Regions from separate parts of the Sus scrofa genome. Here region 2 is linked to region 1. Evidence: chromatin contacts called from public Hi-C data. All regions are on one chromosome and are shown on one strand. Each heading gives the region's core, a stretch centred on a gene start, on an enhancer-like site or on the middle of the called end of the contact. The rest is flanking DNA. Distances are from core to core; before and after follow the strand shown.

Region 1 (3,721 bases), core at 848-3,347:
ATGGCGTGAGGATGACAATACACAGAATACTGGCCCCTTTCATAGCCTCCATCTCCCAAGGAAGATTAGCACACTCTCGGGCATGTTCTTCCAGCATCAATTACCGGTGGTGTTTTCATGTTCAGATTATTGTCCTTACATAACCTTGAGTTTTGGGTAGTGCTTTTATTGTAAAAGCATTTTCACATCTATGACTTCATCTTTGGAGCAACTCTCGGGTGGCTGAGCACAAGGCCATCGGTGCTGGGACAGTGGTGAGGGGCAGAGGATCTGGCCGGGGGCTCACAGGCCTGTCTGTTTGGCTTCCAGCAACGGTCCACAGTGGCATCTATGATGCATCGTCAAGAGACTGTGGAGTGCTTGCGCAAGTTCAATGCCCGGAGAAAACTAAAGGTGAGTCTTGCCTTCCTGGCTGGGCTGCCCGCGTGCTTTTGACAGGGTGCCCCCTGCCCCATCACCGAAGGGAACACCCCTCCTGGCTGGAGCTGAGCTGTGAAGATGGTGTACATGTTGGGGGCCCCAGTCCTGGTGTCTTCGGGCTCTCGCTGGCAGCTGCCCTCTGCCTGAGAACAGACTGCACATAGAATTCACAGGTCTCTCTTCTTTCCCCAGGGTGCCATCCTTACGACCATGCTTGTCTCCAGGAACTTTTCAGGTATGTTTTCAGCTGTGCACTTTAATTCTACGAGGTGAGTGGGTCAGAACAGGCTGTTGCCATACCGTGCCACCCTGGCGCTGGGTGTCTCAGGCAACACCTTGACCAAGATGATGGGGATCCTGTTTTGGAGGGGCTGCTGCAGCTGAGGATTGTAACCTGAAATTCTGGGAGGCCTGACGTGGCTTCACATTTGTGAACTATATTCCCTCCTCCCAAGGAATAGCCTGGCCAGCCTCCCATTTACCTTGTCCCTGGGGCTTCTTATTGAATTCTCTGAAGACTCTCAGCACTTTAAATTTTAGCAGGTCTCGAGGGCATTGGAGGATATGCTGGGAGAAAGAAAGTGATGAGGTGTAATGAACCTTCCCAGTCACCACCATTAATTGGCCAACTAAGGCGATCTCTCTGTTGTCGTGTCCAAGTGGAGATGACTAATAGAAATTATTCCAGATGTTTAAACCTTTTACGGTGACTGTGCTTAAAATATCCTCTGATACCAATTGTAAGAGTGAAGTAATAGAGACCAGCAGAATGGAAGGAAAAGAACTTGCTTAAATTTGCATGAGGAATTGGGAGAAGTGAACCAATAATTTGTAAATCACACTTCACATTTCTTTTTAAGATGCAAGACACTCCACCTTCCCCCCCTCCCCATCGTTTGCCCTCAATTGGGAAGCACAGTGGCTTTTCTGCAAGGAAAAGATTAACAACAGGATTTAAGACAGAAAGGTCTCTTCCCGGCTTGCCTTTTCCCCTGGCCTTCCCTCCTCCTAACCCCCAGTTCCCCTGTTTTGGTTCAAGACACTTCCCACCCCACCCCTGTCTCATTCTAACCAGGCTCCTTCCCTTGCTTTCCTTCTGCGCTGCCCTAACGGAGCGGAGGTTTTGCGGGAGGCACAGGTGGGCAGCCACTCTGGGCAGAGGTTGCTCCCTTAAGCCTGAGTCCAGGGCTCACTGTGCTGGTTCCTGGTAACCTGGCTCTGGGGCTTCCTGAGCTCTTCCCTGAGGGAGAGCCACAGGGCCCCAGGCTGAGGACTGGAGAGTGAGCTGGGAGAGTGTCCCCCTCAGGCCCACCCCTGTGGGGCTCGATCTTGTGCTGTGGGAACCCATGGAGAGAAGCTCTGGTTCTGGATTCGCCTCACAGATGGGAGCAGGAGGCCACTGTAGGCTGCTTCCAGCAGAGGTGGGGCTGTAGTCCCACGTTGTGCTTCTAGTCCTCTAATTACTTGCAGCTTCTACTTTCTGGGTTTAAGAAAGCCTTTCTAGAGGACGCTCAAGGGCAGCTCTGTGCCGACCCTGGAATGGTGATCTGTTCTCTCTCTGTGTGAAAGAGATGTGAAAACAGGCTGCTCGGAAATCAATAGCATGTGCCCTGTCCAGTGGCCTCAGGCCTCCGCATCAGCCTCTCCCCGTCCATTTCAGGAAATCAGTGTCCTGGTTTCAGGAACTTGGTCTCTATTAGGACACAGCACTGTCACTGATCCCTAAAGAGCTTCCTGTCCCTCTCTCGACTTTGGCCTTTGCGCTCCCTTTGCCCTGGCTCAGGAGACAAAAAAAAAAAAAGAAATGCTGCAGGCATTCCAGGATGACCTCTTCTGCCCTGCCTCTGGGGCAGGTGAGGTCAGAGCCTGTCCCTAGAAGCTTCTGCAGAAAGAGGTGTCCACAGGTATAATCAAACAGGAGGGGCACTTGTGTGCTTCCTTAGGAATGAGTTGGACTGTTTTCTGAGTTGAAATAGAGGGTTCAGCCTATCCCTGGTTTCTAACACGTTGGCTCATGGTGAAATCAGGGCCTCTAGAATGTATCGCTTCGGTGGCCTTTGTTTTCTTTCTGGGCACTTATACCCTTGGAGCGCTGTGAGATACAGCTTCTCCTGGCCAGCTGGCTCAATTGAAGAGGGAAAGTGAGCTGTGCCCCTGAGGATTTGGGGGCTGTGGAGCATCAGTGAGTTAGCTGCACAATGGCCATGGTTCCTTCCTAGGCCCCTAGTGCCAGTCTCGCTACTTTTGGGATATGGCCTGAGGAACCGGCTCTGTTCCGGGCTCTCTGAAAATGTCCTTCTTGAGGTCCCCCCGGGAGGAAGGTCTGCAGATGAGGCTTACTCTCCTCATAGCCTTAAGCTAGGGCTGGGCAGCCTCAGAAAGGACACTGCCTCTCACCGAGTCAGGCCTTGATCTGCGGGCTCTCACCCCAGTGGTTGCAGCACAGGTGGGCTTCCCTCTGCCCTGAGCCCAGTCCTCTCAGGTCCCCAGACTGCTGCAGGGCCAGCCGCACCTGCTCACCAGCCTGCCTCCGGTGCCTCTGCTCCCCCAGCTCGGCCGGCTTGGCCACGCCGCCCGCCCGGACCCCGCTGTGCGCAGCGGCAGCGGGTTCCTGCCTCGCGCTGGGGCATGCTCGCTGCTGACTGGCCCCCGTGGCTTGGCGGCAGCTCTGTGCACTGAGAGACTGTATCCCCTCAGTTGGCAGGCAGAGCTCCGCCCCCGCCTCGCCTGCCGCGAGCGCCGCCGGCCTGGCCGGGCAAGGTACGTGGCATGAGTCCTCCCCGACCGCCTGCCTCGGCTCCCTGCCACCCCACCAGGAGGGCCAGCATGCCAGGCCCGAGCACCAGGGAGGCGAGTCCCATGCTTGTGGGCTGAGATGGGCATGCCAGACGGACCACCTAACTTGGCATCTGCAAGCGCATTGGTGTTTCAGAGCCCCCTAACCAGCCATGCATGCTGGGCGCTTGCCAACTCTCAGGAGGCAATAGCCTGGGGATGTGGAGCTGGGCAGCAGGAGGCTTTTCTCCAGACGCCGCCCACCCGACAGCCTGGCCTGCCAGTGAGGGCTGCAGCCAAGGCGGGCCTGCAGGTGCCCGGGGTGAAGACCAGCCCTCAGTGGCACTGGTGGGGACCCCATGGGGAAGCCACACCCCTCAAAATTGTGAAGTCTGGCATTTGCAGACCTCTGGGTCTGAAAGGCTGTAAAGTGCAGGAGCTGTGCAGACAGCTGTCCTTGGGTTTGGATCCTAGCCTTGCCACACCCTGAGCAGGTCACATTTGCTCTCCCAAGCTTAGTTTCCTC
Region 2 (3,264 bases), core at 464-2,963, 94 kb before region 1:
CCTCTGACAAATACATTTGTTTATATTCCCTTAGGGACCTGTTTGAGAGTTTTTCTGGGGCAGTGTACCCAAGAGTGGGATCACTGGCTCTTTGGGTAAAGCATATTTAAATTCATGAAATCAAGTCAAAAGGCTTCTAGAATGGTTCTACAAGTTTATACTCCTGCCAATAGTGGTTCCCTTTCTGCCACATCCTTGCTAACACTTGGTAAGTGATGTATGACTTGTCAAACTTTTGCCGATCTGATTGACACAGAATGATACCATGTTTTAGTTTGCATTGCTCAAAATGCTTCTAAGGTTGAGCATCTCTTCGCATGCTTGCCAGCTGTTCTGATTTCCCTTCTATGACTTCCAGATCTATTACTTTTCCATTGGATTTCTTTTCCATTGTCTTGGTCTTTGGGAGTTTCCTGTACATTGCAGATAGTAATCCTGAGTCTGAGCAAATCCAATTCCTAGATACAGATTGCTCCAGAAATGGGCTTTTTCAATTACTACAAGTATGCTTTTCCTCTTTATTGTACATTGATAAAAACCGACCACTATATTATGGTTGACCCATCTCCTCTGTCCTTTGAAAGCCACACCATGACAAGACCCTGTGCCATCAGGCAGCCCAGGCTGACCCGGACATTTGACTAGAAGAGGGGCATAATTTCAGGAACCTCTGAACCCCCCCATGGACTGAGGGGTCAGTTCTGCCACAGCTCTCACGGGCAATGAACAAACAAGAGAAAGAGGACAGAATTAGGGGTGTCTGCTACTACTAGCAACTTAAGGACCTGAACTTCACATATAAGTGTTCTCAGTCTGTGTGAAACTGCTTTTTCTACAGTTTAAAGTTTCCATCTGCAGTGCTGAATGAGAAACAGAGTGAAGGGGGAAAGCAAACTGGGGCGGTGTAAACTGCTTTATTTCTGATGACTGCAACCTCTGTCTGCTTGAAGTGAACCTTAACCAGACCTAAAAGGCTCTATTTTCTCAATAACCTGATACCAACTTCTGTCACTAGCCACAGCAGCTGCACTAAGCTGTGGGCTCCCATGGGTTATTTTTATCTCAAATACTCCCTGGGACCCACTTGGTCACCAGTATGTTCAAAGATGGGTTTGGGGGCCTGAATGCTACCTTCTACCTCACAGGGAAAATGCCATGTGGGCAAGAAGAAGGATTTTCATCAACTGGATGGGTAAGGCTCCTGCTTGCCCTCAGAACAAGATTTTTCAGTAAAAGCTAGATCAGAAAACAGCTGCGGCCAGGAGGCCTCAGCAAGCCTTCCTGCTCTCTCTCTCTCTCTGAACCAGAGGGTTCATGACCCAACCAGCTGCCTGAAAGAGGGTGGCTGATCTTTTCAGGGAGGCCAGGCCCTTTGTGGTCACCATATGGAGGCAGGAGTCAGAAGAGAAGAAACTGAATCATGAGTCTCCACCCAGCTGTTGCTCTTTGGGGGCAAAACATTTCTCTCCCAGGGCTCAGCCATCTTGCCCTCAGACCTGGACTTGTGTCCCTTCCTCGGCACCACTATCAGAACAATTTCCTAAACCAGAACATGGCATAAAAAACCTTGAGGTAGTTAGATCTTATCTTCTTTGGGCCCCTTCTGTTACCACAGTCCTCCTACTGCCCATCAGACCTTCCCACCCAGCTTCCCAATCAGAGTTCTGAGCCACCTCATCTTGGGTCGCCTTTCACCTCCAGCCCAGCAGAGGCCGCTAGAGTGATGCAGATGAACCAGAGCGGGTGGGAACAGTGCAAGGAGGGCCCAGGGGCTGGCCTAATACCCTGCTCTCCAGAAGCTGAGTCCAAGCACCCAGCTGGAAGAGATGCTCTAAGCCTCTTGCTTGAAACTCCCCTTATCCTTCTCAGAGGTGAAGATGGGGCCAGACAATTTCCATTTTACTTTTTTTTTTTTTTTGGTCTTTTTGCCATTTCTTGAGCCGCTCCTGAGGCATATGGAGGTTCCCAGGCTAGGGGTCACATTGGAGCTGTAGCCTCCTGCCTACGCCAGAGCCACAGCAACACGGGATCCGAGCCGTGTCTGCAACCTACACCACAGCTCACGGCAACGCCTGATCCTTAACCCACTGAGCAAGGGCAGGGATCGAACCCACAACCTCGTGGTTCCTAGTCGGATTCGTGAACCACTGCGCCACAACGGGAACTCCTGGTATTTTTTTTTTAATGCCAAAAAATAGTTACTAAATTGTGGTCTATTTCACATGTTTATACTTAGCCAATTAAAGCTTGTGCCTCCTCTCACACCTGTACATATACACATACAATGCAACATAAAGGGACAATTCACAAGCTATGTGAAAACAGTAATAATGTTCAGCACACCCGTCGGCATGGCTTGGTAATGCTGTGAGTCTGGGATGAGGTCTTCTGCTGAACCTGGTGAGTGAGGCTGAGTGTACCTCTGTGATGAATATACAAGCCCACGCATTTAAGGTCTGTATTTGAGGCCCTTCGTAAATGTGAGGCCCTCCCCAAATAGCCCTCCTTGTCCTCCACCCACTCTCCACCCCCACCCCCCATGGGCCAGGCCACAGTGAAATATTTCACTAAGTGCAGAGTGGATAAGACGAAGATGGGTATAGTTCTAGAGTTACTAGGCCCCCTCTTCTTCCTGCTCCCAACCTGTCATCCTACGGAGAAATGCTCTCTGTTGGCTGGAAGAACATAGCTGGATGGCAAGAGGGAGGCTTCTCTATGCTAGGCTCCATCCCAAAGTTTCTACTCTGATCCATTATTCCTCCTCTTAGACTCCAGATCCTTTTCCTGTCTTTGTGTTGTTTTGGTCGGAGCAGGAAGTCTTCCTGGAAATCTTCCACAAATATAACATCCTCCTCCTTACCCAAGGGACACTGGCCTTATGCGTGCACCCCACCCCACCCGCTCCACCTCAGCTCTGGGCTGGGACAGTGATGCCAGAACAACAGAAAGTCATCCTCCCAGAGATCCAGCATCTTGCCCTCAGGGTGAGCATCAGCCCTGAGCCTGCCTTTCTCCCTTAGCAACACTCAGAACAACTTCTTGCAGTAGAAAACAATAATCGGGGGTGGGGGGGAAATCATGAAGTTTTTTAAGGACATTCAAAAAATGTGGAAGAATGCTAGGAAGAAAACAACACTAGCATGTGTCTCCTCAGTGCTGCGCTTCTTCATGCCCCTTTTGTCCACCAGAGGCCTAAAGGCCAAGTACCGTGACTGCCAGACCAGATCTATTGTTTCTGGCCAGTCCTTGGTTTCACACTTTTCC

Evidence for each region. A called contact is a pair of places that touch in the nucleus more often than the background predicts.
Region 2: a contact with region 1 is called in a Hi-C map of alveolar macrophages, with 3 times the contacts expected there. The contact joins two enhancer-like sites. A contact is called at or near these places in 13 of 47 Hi-C or Micro-C datasets (alveolar macrophages, blood, embryonic fibroblasts and 7 more) and 2 of 2 datasets of contacts at active chromatin or transcription factors (alveolar macrophages and skeletal muscle).

Annotation. Positions count from the first base shown.
Region 1 is chr14:76,559,212-76,562,932 of Sscrofa11.1, reverse strand. It overlaps CAMK2G (calcium/calmodulin dependent protein kinase II gamma), which reads left to right. Exons shown (of 21, transcript NM_214193.1): 11 at 310-393; 12 at 613-655; 13 at 3,118-3,180. Among named protein-coding and RNA genes, the nearest start is that of NDST2, 26 kb to the right of the region's middle. Within about 2 kb of position 2,097, at least 3 of the 83 cell types and tissues checked have an H3K27ac peak or open chromatin away from gene starts, as enhancers often do. A contact at or near this core is called in alveolar macrophages, where this site is marked.
Region 2 is chr14:76,652,905-76,656,168 of Sscrofa11.1, reverse strand. All of the region lies in intron 2 of LOC102160869 (atherin-like), which reads left to right. Among named protein-coding and RNA genes, the nearest start is that of PLAU, 25 kb to the right of the region's middle. Within about 2 kb of position 1,713, at least 20 of the 83 cell types and tissues checked have an H3K27ac peak or open chromatin away from gene starts, as enhancers often do. A contact at or near this core is called in alveolar macrophages, where this site is marked.